3 separate regions of the Gossypium arboreum genome follow, and regions 2 and 3 are each linked to region 1. A link is a contact called in public Hi-C data. All regions are on one chromosome and are shown on one strand. The core of a region is the stretch at or near the end of the contact, and the rest is flanking DNA. Distances in the headings are between cores, read along the strand shown.

Region 1 (4,016 bases), core at 747-3,246:
AGTATATGTCAGATCAAAATGTCATATCAGGTCAGAACAAATCTTACCCCCAACCACTACACACTAACTCCGTCCAACCAATCACCCCAAATAGGACTACAAGAGTCCATCCATCCAATCACATCAAGTCGTGGTGGTATGCCACTCATAATGGTACAGTTGAGCTGCCAAATAGATACTGCGGTTTAACCGTTGAAATTGCAGTAACACTGCCAAAAAACACTTCCTCCGTCATACCAAAACTTACCTCAATGCACATGCATAATCATAATAACATACGTAAATATCACATGAATGGTATGACATGCATACCTAAACATATTTTTACAGATCATTACATGTCATATTGCTTATACTAAGAGTTATTCTATATACAGATGTCATACGTGTTTTTTTTTTTTTTACATGTAATTATACTTTCAAAGTTATCAGAACTCAGATCGTACATACATATTTCACATACCTTAACCATATTACATACTGACACATATTAACAAATGTCACATTTCGAGTCTTATTTTAGCCAAACAGACCCCACAAAAGGTTTAATTATGAATTTCTAAGTCAAATGGGCCTAAGTGAAATTTTTCAAAAAATAGGCCCACACGACCTAGATGGTCAGTCCGTGTAGCCCACACAGTGTAACACACCCCCATGTGGCCCACACGGCCCAAATAGCCCAGACTATGTGGTCTCCATGATCTGGCACAAGGTCATGTATCTCACACAGTCTGCCACATGGCCTGGCACACGGCCGTGTGATATCGACAGCATGTATTTCGACTTTTGATTGTTCGCTACTTTTTTCAGACTTTTCATTACACACCTAGTCATTTCTTGATGCGAACGCAATCGTGAAAATTCCAATACCTAAATCTCCATTTCAAAAAGAATTAATAAGCAAGTCTCGCACTAAATCCGTCCACTAACTCAAATACAATCAATCCATGAACTAACGAAACTAACCCTTAATTAACACTTTCATCACTTACCTTTTGCAAAACAGTAGCCAATAGAAGTTTAATTCACTAGAGGATCCAAAATTCACGATCCCCACCTAACCAACATTACAAAATAACCTTTAACTTCAATGTCACAACGATATAAAACACACAAAGCAAACATATGAAGAATTACCCACGACGAACTTACAAATCTAATTCTGAAATACTTACCACGCACAGTCATCACAAATTAATTGGCAAATAGGTGACAAAATCGAGAATAACAGGAACAAGAAGGAAGATCAAAGAAAGAAGCCAAATGAAATAGGAAGGGCGACAGAAGAAGAAATTAACAGAGAAAAAAAACAAAAGGAAAAAAACATGAAATTGATACAAAATTTAGGAGAAAAATCCCTCAGTACTAGGTTTTTTACAACTACCCCACTAACTCATATCATTATCCACATCAGATTTTTCACAGAGTTTAAAACAAAATTAATTTTCCACTTTGCATACGCAAGAATTCAAACACAAGATCAAATGGTAAGTTAAAACCTTACCACTGAATTAAATTTAAGTCAAATATACAAAGATATAGATAGGAACAAAAATAACAAAAATTCCAAAAAGAATGATTTAAACACAAGACCTCAAGCACACAACTAAATACTTAATCACTAAACCAAATCAATTTACATAATAACATTTTTACAATCCTAACTCAAAATCAAAATGTAACCACTCTAAGTTTCACAAACTTAATTTTTTCTAACCCGATTTTTAAAATATGACAGATTATATCTATAAATTTATGCATGATATAGAATTACATGGAATTTAACAAATTTTTTAATTGCTACCGTTCAGACTCTATGACTGAAATCTGAAAATAAAAACACATATAAAAATAAAAAATAAGCAAAAGAAGAAATTGATGTTCATTGTTTGATATGAATTTAATCTTATATAACATTTGTTGTTGACATGCATATGTACAAGTGTTTGGCTTCGGCCATTTAATAACTTGTTTAAATAGATCCAAACCAAGCAAACATTAGATAGATAGTAAGGAAACTATTAGGGTAATTCAAAACAACAATCTGTAGTAATTATAGTATTGTTGCACTGAAACAAGTACCAACATCCTTCACATTCTTCTCCTTTTGCTTGCTCTGTCTTCTTTTCAATTTTCGAAGCAATTTAATTCTCACTTAATTGTACGTAAATAAGCCACCTTTTCATTTTCTTTTTTAATCCAGGACCAGGATAGAATCATTTTTTACATACAAGCCATGTCCGACGCTCTATTTCCATCGGCACTCAACAAGCCACCTGGATACAATGACCCTAACTCGCCCGCTGGGTTTAAACCGTTGCCGCGAAAGCCGGTTCTTCCGCCATCTTTCCGGCCCAAGAAAAAGAAGGGCCGTGTTTGTTGCTGCTGTTTTTGCATCTCTTTCTCGATCTTGATTGCCCTGATCATCATCTTCGCCGCCGTTTTCTACTTTTCGGTCAACCCCAAATTACCACGTTTCCACGTCCAGTCATTCCAAATCCCCCGCTTCAACGTCACAGAAACACCCGACGGTACCTACCTCGATGCCACGACGATGACGGTAATGGAAGTGAGGAATCCCAACGGGAAGATGACGTATTATTACGGCGATACGGCGGTCGACATCAGCGTCGGGGAAGGCGAGGACGAGACTGAGGTCGGGACGGCGAAGGTGCCCAAGTTCACGTCGAGGAAACAATACACGACTAGCTTGAAAGTGGAGACGAAGGCAAGCAACAAGCAGGTGGATAATACGTTGGCGAATAGGCTTCTGAGTGGGTACAAATCGAAGAGTTTGGCGGTGAACGTGGCGGCTCGGACGAAAGTTGGAGTGGGTGTGGCGGGGTTGAAGACTGGCATGTTGGGGATTACCGTTAAGTGTAAAGGAATCACCATGAAACAGCTCGACGGTGATGATATGCCTAACTGCCTCATCCACACCTTAAGATGGTAAACACGACGTTGAACTCTTCCATTCTCATTATTTTTAAGGTCAAATTATGGTCACCATCCCTCTACTAAGTTTAAATTGGATATTTAGTACCTATTTTAATTTTACATAATTGGTTGCTTTTCTTTTATAATAGGGATAATATAAAATTGGGCCCTTGAACTTATTCATTTCTACCTAGTTAGTTCCTAAAATTTTTGGATATACCCTCAATCAAGTTGGTATCTCTACACCAACCCTGTTAATTTGTGTTAAATGTGACATTGCTAGCCAATCTAATGGTGCCACATAGCATCCTCCCAAAATGTTATCTAACAAACATAAAATTAAAAAAATTTAAAAATATATAAATTGTTTATGTTTGTCGTGTGACGTTCTGAAAGACTACCACGTGGCATCGTTAGATTGATTAGCAGTACTACATCAACACAAATTATTGGTGTTAGTGTAGAGGTATCAACTTGGTTGATGAAATCTAAATTCAGGGACTAAGTAAGTGGAAATAAACAAGTTCAAAGACCAAAATATATATTAGTTTTTATAATATAATTAGTTAACTGATGATGTGAAGGAGGCTGTTTTTTGGGTTAAAAGAGATGTTTTTTAAAAAATGTATTAGTATTTTAGTCCATGATTAATTAATAATATTGTAAAAAGTATAAGATAAAATGATGTGAGATAAAATAGATAAATTAAATATAGTAAAAGGACCAAAACATTAAAATTTCCTTATTTTAATAGAATTGAAACGAAAATATAGTACTACTTGAGTTTACATTTCTTAAACAGCACAATTCTAAGTGTTGTTAATGGCATAATTCTTAGTATGTTAAAATATGCAGGGTAAAATTTGGAAAAAAAAAAAAAAGGATTGAAAACCTTAATTCGTTCCAGTTTAAATATCGACGAAAATAGCCTAATCAGCACATATCATATTAGTAAAATGTTTTTTTTTTTTTGAAAAATATTAAATAGTTTAATATTGTGTTTCAATAAATAGTATACATATTTGAGAAATATGATTATATTGTGTGCAGGATCAAAGTTCGTTGATATTGTATGAAAA
Region 2 (4,006 bases), core at 631-3,130, 190 kb after region 1:
AATCAATAAATGCATGAATCACAAAAACATATAATCATCTTGATATTTCAAATAAACTAATCTACACAAAAGAGGTCACTTTGGCAACATTTTGTTTCAACTAATCTATTTAAAATATTTGACATCCTTAATTAAAAGTCAAAATCTGAATCTATTTGTTTCAAAATATTTACCTTAATTTCATCTTTCAATCAATTAAAAGATAATCATATATATTTATATAATTTTTCAAAACAACATGCATTAAACCAATCAAAGCATGCATATATTATACATTTATATATATAAATGAAACATACGAAACTACAACATGCATTAAACCAATCAAAACATGCATATATTATATATTTATGTATATAAATGAAACATACTGAAACTGTGAACTTCTTTTCCAATTTTTTTAACTAAATGTCATATAGATTTATTATTTATTCATTTAACAGAAATTGAAACATAGGACAATGAAGAATGAAAAAAAATATTGACTTTAACATGATCATTCACTGAAGTAAAATATTTTAAACTCTATAATTAAATTTATCAATTTGAAAATCACCCAAATTAAAAATTAAAATAAATCCTAAAATTTTAATATGAATTCAAGATAATCAAGATATTAAAAAATACTTTAATATAAACCTTCAAAGATGTTATCCGAAATATAAAACCCATGAAATTTTATGAATCAATCATTCAAATGAATAACCTTAATCAATTCCCAATTATTCAATATGTTCGAGGCTCGGATGTCACTTGTTAGAATTATTAATTAAGATATGATATAAAATTTAATAAATCATACATCAGGATCTTCTCATGTCAAATCATTAAGAACAAAATAAGAATAAAACTAGATGCAGAAGCATACCTGAATCCATAAATTCCTTGAAGTTTTTCCTGATCTTGGGAATTTGATCTTCCAAATTAGCACACAAGAAATTCAGAGAATATTGCTCTCTCTTTCTTAAGGATGGGATATTAGAAAAGATATCTTGTATATAATTTAGGGAACATAACCCTAATATTTATAATCTTGTCATATTAGTACTAATTTCTAATTAGCCCATCATTAATTAGAATTTGATTAGAACTCAATTGCTAAAATATTTACACGTATTTGACCCATATTTTATTTAATAATTAAAGCACAATAAAACATTAACCAAATTAGATCACTTTTAATTTGGTCTAACATATCATGATAGTAAATAATAATAACATGTAATTATTCTTATTATATATGTGATGTCCATATTTTTCAACACGTTCTTCATAGGATAAATCATGGCAACCAACTATTTCTGTATTAAAGGTCGAAAAGAAATGTATAGCCCAGCTATACGAAATTTTGACTATGTCACTTATTTTTCCTGAAAAATAAAAAGATTGTGATTCCTCCATATGTGCCAAGCAAGAATTCTAAAAAGGCATGCCCAATTGATTCCTCCCTCATGGATCATAGTATTATCTTACATATTAAAAAGAATCCAATCGAAGTATTAAAATTCATATTTTAACAAAACTAGACTTGAATAATTTTATTTAACTAAATTAAAAAATTAAAATGATAAATATTTTTAACAGCTTTCAAATTAAATGGTAAATTTTCGATAAAATTCAAGTTATATTTTATATAAAATAATACCTTGATTTATAGAAAAATTAATATACCTTGAGTGAAAGTTTTTGACGATAATCAAAGTCGTGATAACCCGCCCATTTAAAAGGTGTAGCTAGTGGGCTATGACCCCTTATTCCTCAAAACATGGATTGCATATAGATAGGGAACGAACCAATCATAATCCTCCTTCAAAAATCTTATCCACCTGTCAATCACTCCATTCGTCTGCCACCAAAACCTCACCCACACTAATAATACCATTTTTTATTATTACTTTTAGGTAATTCAAAAATTCAGACAAAAATAAATTAGAAAACGAATTTTTTCTAAGAAGAGCCTTTTTTTTTTTTTTGAAAGCAAGGAAGAATACTACTGTGAAAGAAGGCAGCAAAAGGAAAGGAAAGGATAGGATTTGTAGCGTTCAAGAGGGCGCTTATCTATCTCAGAAATAGCAGTAATTAATTTTTGAGGAAAAAATGGCGGCAGCAGCAGCATCAGCTTCCATGTCGGCCACCGCCGTCTTGATTCCACGTGTTCCTGCAGCCGTTAGAACAACCCGCTGTTCCGCCTTGCCGCCTGTCCCTCCTCGCGTTTCCACCGCTTCCTTTTCCTCGTCCGTTAAGCTAACTCCAGGTACTGCTGTTAACATTCTCCCTTTTAACGCCTCACTTCACTTGCCTGCTCTTCCTTTTGTTTGATTTTACTGAATGAAAATGAAAGCTTAATGGTCATAGAAGTTAAGAGTTCACTTTTATATCCTGTTCTTCCAAACACCATATTCGGAATTGTGATTGGTTTTTTCGGAAATGAAATCATTGGTGGTGGGTGTAGGATCAGAAACGTTATATTGGTGACAATCACACGTGTTAAGAGTAGTTGCAGTAAACTAATTATGGAGGCTTTTGTCTGATAAAAATGGGTCAATCTTTTGGACGATAATATGGGAGTTGGGACCCCAAATTTCAAATGGGGATGAATTGGTACCAATTCAAGTATGGGATAGAATGCAAGTAACAACTCTGGATGAATGTCGGACATGTTCGTATAACATGAATAGATAGGTAAAACAACTATGAAGTGGTCTAATATATAGCGCTCTTCCTTTATAATGCCACAACAACAAATAGTTTTATTTGGTTGTCTCTGTCATAGTATATGCATTTGACTTTGAGCTACGTATTCCTTGGCCTTCTATTTACCCTGTTGTTTTTGGTACAGAATCCCGGAGGTTTCCTTTTCTCCAAACAAAAGCAACAGAAGACACCTCTGTCGATACCGGGGAGCTTTTTGATGACTTGAAAGAAAAAGTGAGAAAATGGTGGCCTGCACATAATCAATTTCTTGCTCTTTTAACCTGCTGAACTGAGTGCCTGACTTGGCTTGTTTTTTCGTGGTTTTCTAGTGGGATAAAGTTGAGAACAAGACCACGGTTCTTCTTTATGGTGGTGGGGCAATAGTTGCCGTTTGGCTATCATCTATTCTTGTTGGCGCCATTAACTCAGTGCCCTTGGTAAGTGGAACTCTTCATGCTACACTTTATAACTTGTTTTATATGCTAATCCTATCTGAAATCAATGCATTTCTGTGCTTCTCAGCTTCCAAAGATAATGGAGTTGGTTGGACTTGGATATTCAGGATGGTTTGTCTATAGATACCTTCTCTTCAAGGTAAGTTTTCAGTCAAATATATATGGTCCCATGTATTTTTTGTGTGGAATAATCCAAGTTCTTTATGGGTGAGCCACATCATTTAAACACTTGCAAATTGTTCAACTTGATAACTCTAAAGGGAAATTTACAAATGCATGAAGAGACAATGATGTATTTGATGGTTTTGAATCAGCATTTTTTTGTTGCAAGTGCTCACTTTGAACTCTTAAATCTAGCTTATATATTAGAGGTGGTGTTCAACTTAAAAGAGTGGATTAATTTACGATTAAAATCAAATTGGTTATCAGACTATAGTATCAGATCATATGTATGAACACTAAAAGCCGTGTGCTAAAAACATGCGTATTACCTCAGTCAAGCAGGAAAGAACTAGCTACGGATATTGAGGCACTGAAGAAGAAGATTGCTGGAACTGAATAGATGTACAGGATTGGCAATGGCATGCTAATCTGGCCTTCTTGTATCCTCTAAAAGAGACATCTTTATTCTGTAATTGTAGGGATTCCTTGTATGAATTCTTGTCACCTTTATATTTCCCCTGTTCCTGGAATAAAACTTGTCAATTTTATGCGCATGCCTCTAGTTTTCCTACTACATATAAATGCCATGTTTAGTGCAGAGATATCCCATTTCTTCCATTAAAATGTACAGTGACTCGCCCTATTATCATGTCAAGGTTCATGAACTCTGCAGAAACAAAGCAACAAATTCGAGC
Region 3 (4,005 bases), core at 1,482-3,981, 230 kb before region 1:
TTTAAAAAGATAAAGGAAATTATGCAACATAGGGGTCACATGGTTGTGTGTCCAGGTTGTGTAACTCACTAAACACGTGTGGATCAAATTTCAAATTTGATAAAAAATCACACGGCCATGTGACAGACTGAAACCGTGTGATACATATACTTCTTAATTTCTAAAGAGCACACGACCGTGTCACTAGCCTGTGTGTGACACATGGCCGTGTCTCAAACTGTGTGGTGCAAAAATAAGTCACTACATGCATAGCTCAATTAACCTATTCAAAGGGACCTAAAATGCACATTTAGCCAACACAAATACTTGTTCAAACATACACTTTCCATGCCAAAAATACAACTTGTAACTCCTCCCTAAATACCTAACCAATATGCCACATTGGCACCACCACAATAAAGATCTAAGAAACTTTCAGACCATTCATCCAATTCAAATAGGCATATAAGCTTATGTTAAAACTTTCAATTTATCAGAATAACTTGTCAAAATCTCACATACGAGACACGTGCAAGAATCCCACAACTTCCAAATAGGGTTCAATCATATGCGACAATCTTGTAGATAGATTTTGCATATACGTCTCCAAAATAAAATCTTCGGCGTGATTATAAAAAATACAAAAAATAAATAAAATTTAATCTTTTTAAAAACTTAATAATGAACTTAAATAAAATTATAAAAATTAAAAATATTTTCTTACCATTTACAGTTGAATCGCGAAAATGTGGTTTTCATCGAAACGAATAAGAGTATTTGTCATTCCAAAACTAAATTAAAATGAATAAAAAACAGAATTAAATCAAGAACTTAAGAGAATTTTAATTAAAATTTTAGAATTAAATTCTTGAAAGATTTGAGAGAATTAAGAGAATTGACAGAAATGGATTTGAATGAAAACATGAGGAAAATATTTGGGTTTATATAGAAATAAAAACTAGTCGTTTTTTATGGTCATTGGCAATTGGACCGTTGGGGGAGGTTACCGTTGGGTGAAAAAGCATCCAGTTGGACGTATTTCCCCCTTTCTCCAAGACTGGCCTATTCTGGTAAATATGTTACAAATTGGCCTAATCACTTAATTAATTTTTAAAATTGACATTTTTGCCTAATTTAGCCTTTTTTTTCCCTTCCCAAGAAACCTTAGAGACCGCTGCTCTTTCAGCCGCCGTCGATGGTCCACTACGGCCAATAATGCCACAAAAAAGAACCTCTCTTTTACCCCTTTAACCTTTTTCTTCCTTTCATCCATTGCCGCTGTGAATCATCGTGGTCCCCCATTTACTGCCGCTATCTTGGGCGGAAAACAACACCAATCAAATCCTCTTCCTCGCTTGTTTTTATTTTCTGAAATGATTCCCTCCAATATGAAGGTATAATATGTATAGTTAGGTTATATTTCCTTACAAAAGCAATATGATTGCGGGACACGCTATAAATAATGTTAAATGGTTCTGGAGGGCTATCAATTTAAAGTATAGGAGTATGCCATTCTTGCGAAAAAGCAAATGAAATCAAAGAGACCAGTATTGTCGTGTTTTACAAATAAAATCGAAATGATATACTAAAATATGGTATAATCTTATATAGAAGAAAAATATATTGAAAAACCCTAAACGATAAATTAAAATACTATATATATATAACATTGTTGATGCAAAAGCTTGATCGGAGGAAGCAAGCCCAGGCTTGGCGCAAGCTCACATGATGGTAGCGCAAGATCCCCATCTTAATTCATGAGCAAAATTTGATAGACTTGGTCCAAGTTGAGTGTCATGTTTCACACCCTAAACTTTTGTTAGCACTTTTAACTTAGGTAAGATTTAGCATCTGAAAAAAAAATTTAGCTTTAACTGACAATGTTTTTTTTTTTTAATTTTGATTTATGTAATGATACGACACTCTAATATTGCATCACATCATCATTTAAATATTTTATAAAATTATAATTTTTAAGCGATAATATGATGATACAATATCAAATGTCTCAAATGAATAAAACTGAAAAAGTTGTTAAGTTTGAGGATTAACGAAAATAATTCAAAGACTAAGTAGAGGAAAATTATCAAAATAATGACTTTATCTCTTTTTCTAAGGTTTAATATATCATTTGGTACTTGAATTTGATATATTTTTTTAATGTGGTACCTGGGTTGTTTTTTGGTCTAATTTGATATCTATATTTGACAAAAGTTATATTTTTTATACCCAAAGATTACAATGCTAACTTTTTATTTGGATTTTAGGATTCATTTAATGAAAGTTAATTGCTAATAGTATTATGTTTGAATTTTTATGATTTTGTTAATAGAATAAATGTAGTGTTAATTGTGAATTTATTTAATTTTCCATTTAATTTGTCAAATATAATCTAATTAATGTGAATTAATTCAGGTTTAGGGTTGATATGATGAAAGTTAATTGCTAATATTATTAGCTAATAATTTTATAAAATCAATTCCAAAACTTGAATTAAAAATTAAAAATTAATATTGATACTTTCATGTACCTAAATATATATAATTTTGTCAAATATAAAAATCGTATATTACAATAAAAAAATTCAAACTAAAATACCAAATTAAATGGTAAATTAAAAGATAATGTAGTGTAACGTTTTTGCTGTATTAAAAGGAAGGTACTATAGTTTAGATGCACTATTGAATTTGTGCAGACAATTATTAGCCACACAAATGAGTTGAGATGAGGAACAGTCCTAAAGACATGATCAAAAAGCCTCTCATCTCACTTCCAACGTGTCATGCAATGACTGGCAGAGATCTCATAACTCATTCCACCTCACCACCATTTCATCATTCAAAGTGCACCTTCCAAAGCTAAGGGTCTCTGAGCCTTGTTGTCATCCAATCAATTCCAACAAAAATCCTCCATTGTTGATGGTTCAAGCCTTTCCATCATACATTTGACACCCATCTCTTTGCATAAAAATTATGCAAATGAGGACCCTCAATGCAGCAACTCCAAGTTTGACACCTCTCTCGGTTCTTTCTGAGACAAGAACCGAGGCCAGAAAAGCACCATTGCTCCCCATTGCTTCACCACTCAAACTACCCAACTCCCCAGCTTTTATTAAGACCCAACCAGCTTTGCACCAGTGTTTGTCAAGAACCTTGCATGGTGGTTTACTGCTACTGTCATCACTTCTCCCCAATGGATTCGCTAAAGCCTTGTCATACGAGGAAGCCCTACAGCAGACGACGGGATCCTCCTCGTCTGTTGATTTTGACCCAAATGGGATCCTTGATACCGTCGTCAGTTTTGCAACTGAGAATCCCACGGTTGTAGCTGGTGGCACCGTTGCTTTAGCAGTTCCTTTGATTTTGTCTCAGCTGTTAAAGAATCCAAAGCCATGGGGAGTTGAATCTGCAAGGAGTGCTTACGCCAAGCTAGGTGACGATGCCACTGCTCAGTTGCTGGACATAAGGCCTCTCAAGGAGTCTAGAGATGTTGGTAGCCCTGACATTAAGGGATTTAGGAAGAAACCGGTGTCAATTGCCTACAATGGTGAAGATAAACCAGTGTTCTTGACAAAACTGTCTTTGAAATTCAAGGAACCTGAAAATACTACCTTATTCATTATGGACAAGTAAGCTTCTTAAAACCCTATGCCTCGTATATATTTGTTCATATATGAATTCCCAGCATTGTCTATGAAACCTTATCCACTCTTAATGATGATTGTATCACTGTATCTGAGATTAAATGGTTTGTGTGTTGGTTGTGGAGGAAGAATGTAGAACTGAATATGCCTATATGGAGGCTCATTGGCCTTAAGCTACACAATAGAATATGGCCATTACCTCTTTCTTAATTGATCCTGAGTTCCTAACCCATAAATTAACTGCATTTTGTTCCAAGGGTTGAAGGTTTCTAAATTGATAGTCTATACGTTCTTAACTGTTAAAATGTGTCTTTAAACATATGTAAGCATTGGCTGACAAATATTTTATTTGTAACTATATGCATTTTGTTTGTAGGGAAGAT

The links. Hi-C and Micro-C count contacts between places; a contact is called where the count stands out from the background.
Region 2: a contact with region 1 is called in a Hi-C map of leaf, with 4 times the contacts expected there. The contact joins the promoter of LOC108468034 here to the promoter of LOC108468706 in region 1. A contact is called at or near these places in 2 of 5 Hi-C or Micro-C datasets (both in leaf).
Region 3: a contact with region 1 is called in a Hi-C map of leaf, with 7 times the contacts expected there. The contact joins the promoter of LOC108467617 here to the promoter of LOC108468706 in region 1. A contact is called at or near these places in 3 of 5 Hi-C or Micro-C datasets (all in leaf).

Annotation. Positions count from the first base shown.
Region 1 is chr8:26,361,589-26,365,604 of ASM2569848v2, reverse strand. It overlaps LOC108468706 (NDR1/HIN1-like protein 6), which reads left to right and starts at 1,996. Exons shown (of 2, transcript XM_017769576.2): 1 at 1,996-2,949; 2 at 3,988-4,016. The coding sequence starts at 2,237. The coding sequence ends at 4,003.
Region 2 is chr8:26,172,969-26,176,974 of ASM2569848v2, reverse strand. It overlaps LOC108468034 (protein CURVATURE THYLAKOID 1A, chloroplastic-like), which reads left to right and starts at 1,880. Exons shown (of 5, transcript XM_017768885.2): 1 at 1,880-2,254; 2 at 2,840-2,928; 3 at 3,024-3,131; 4 at 3,217-3,288; 5 at 3,646-3,865. The coding sequence starts at 2,098. The coding sequence ends at 3,711.
Region 3 is chr8:26,592,493-26,596,497 of ASM2569848v2, reverse strand. It overlaps LOC108467617 (rhodanese-like domain-containing protein 4, chloroplastic), which reads left to right and starts at 2,731. Exons shown (of 9, transcript XM_017768323.2): 1 at 2,731-3,607. The coding sequence starts at 2,952.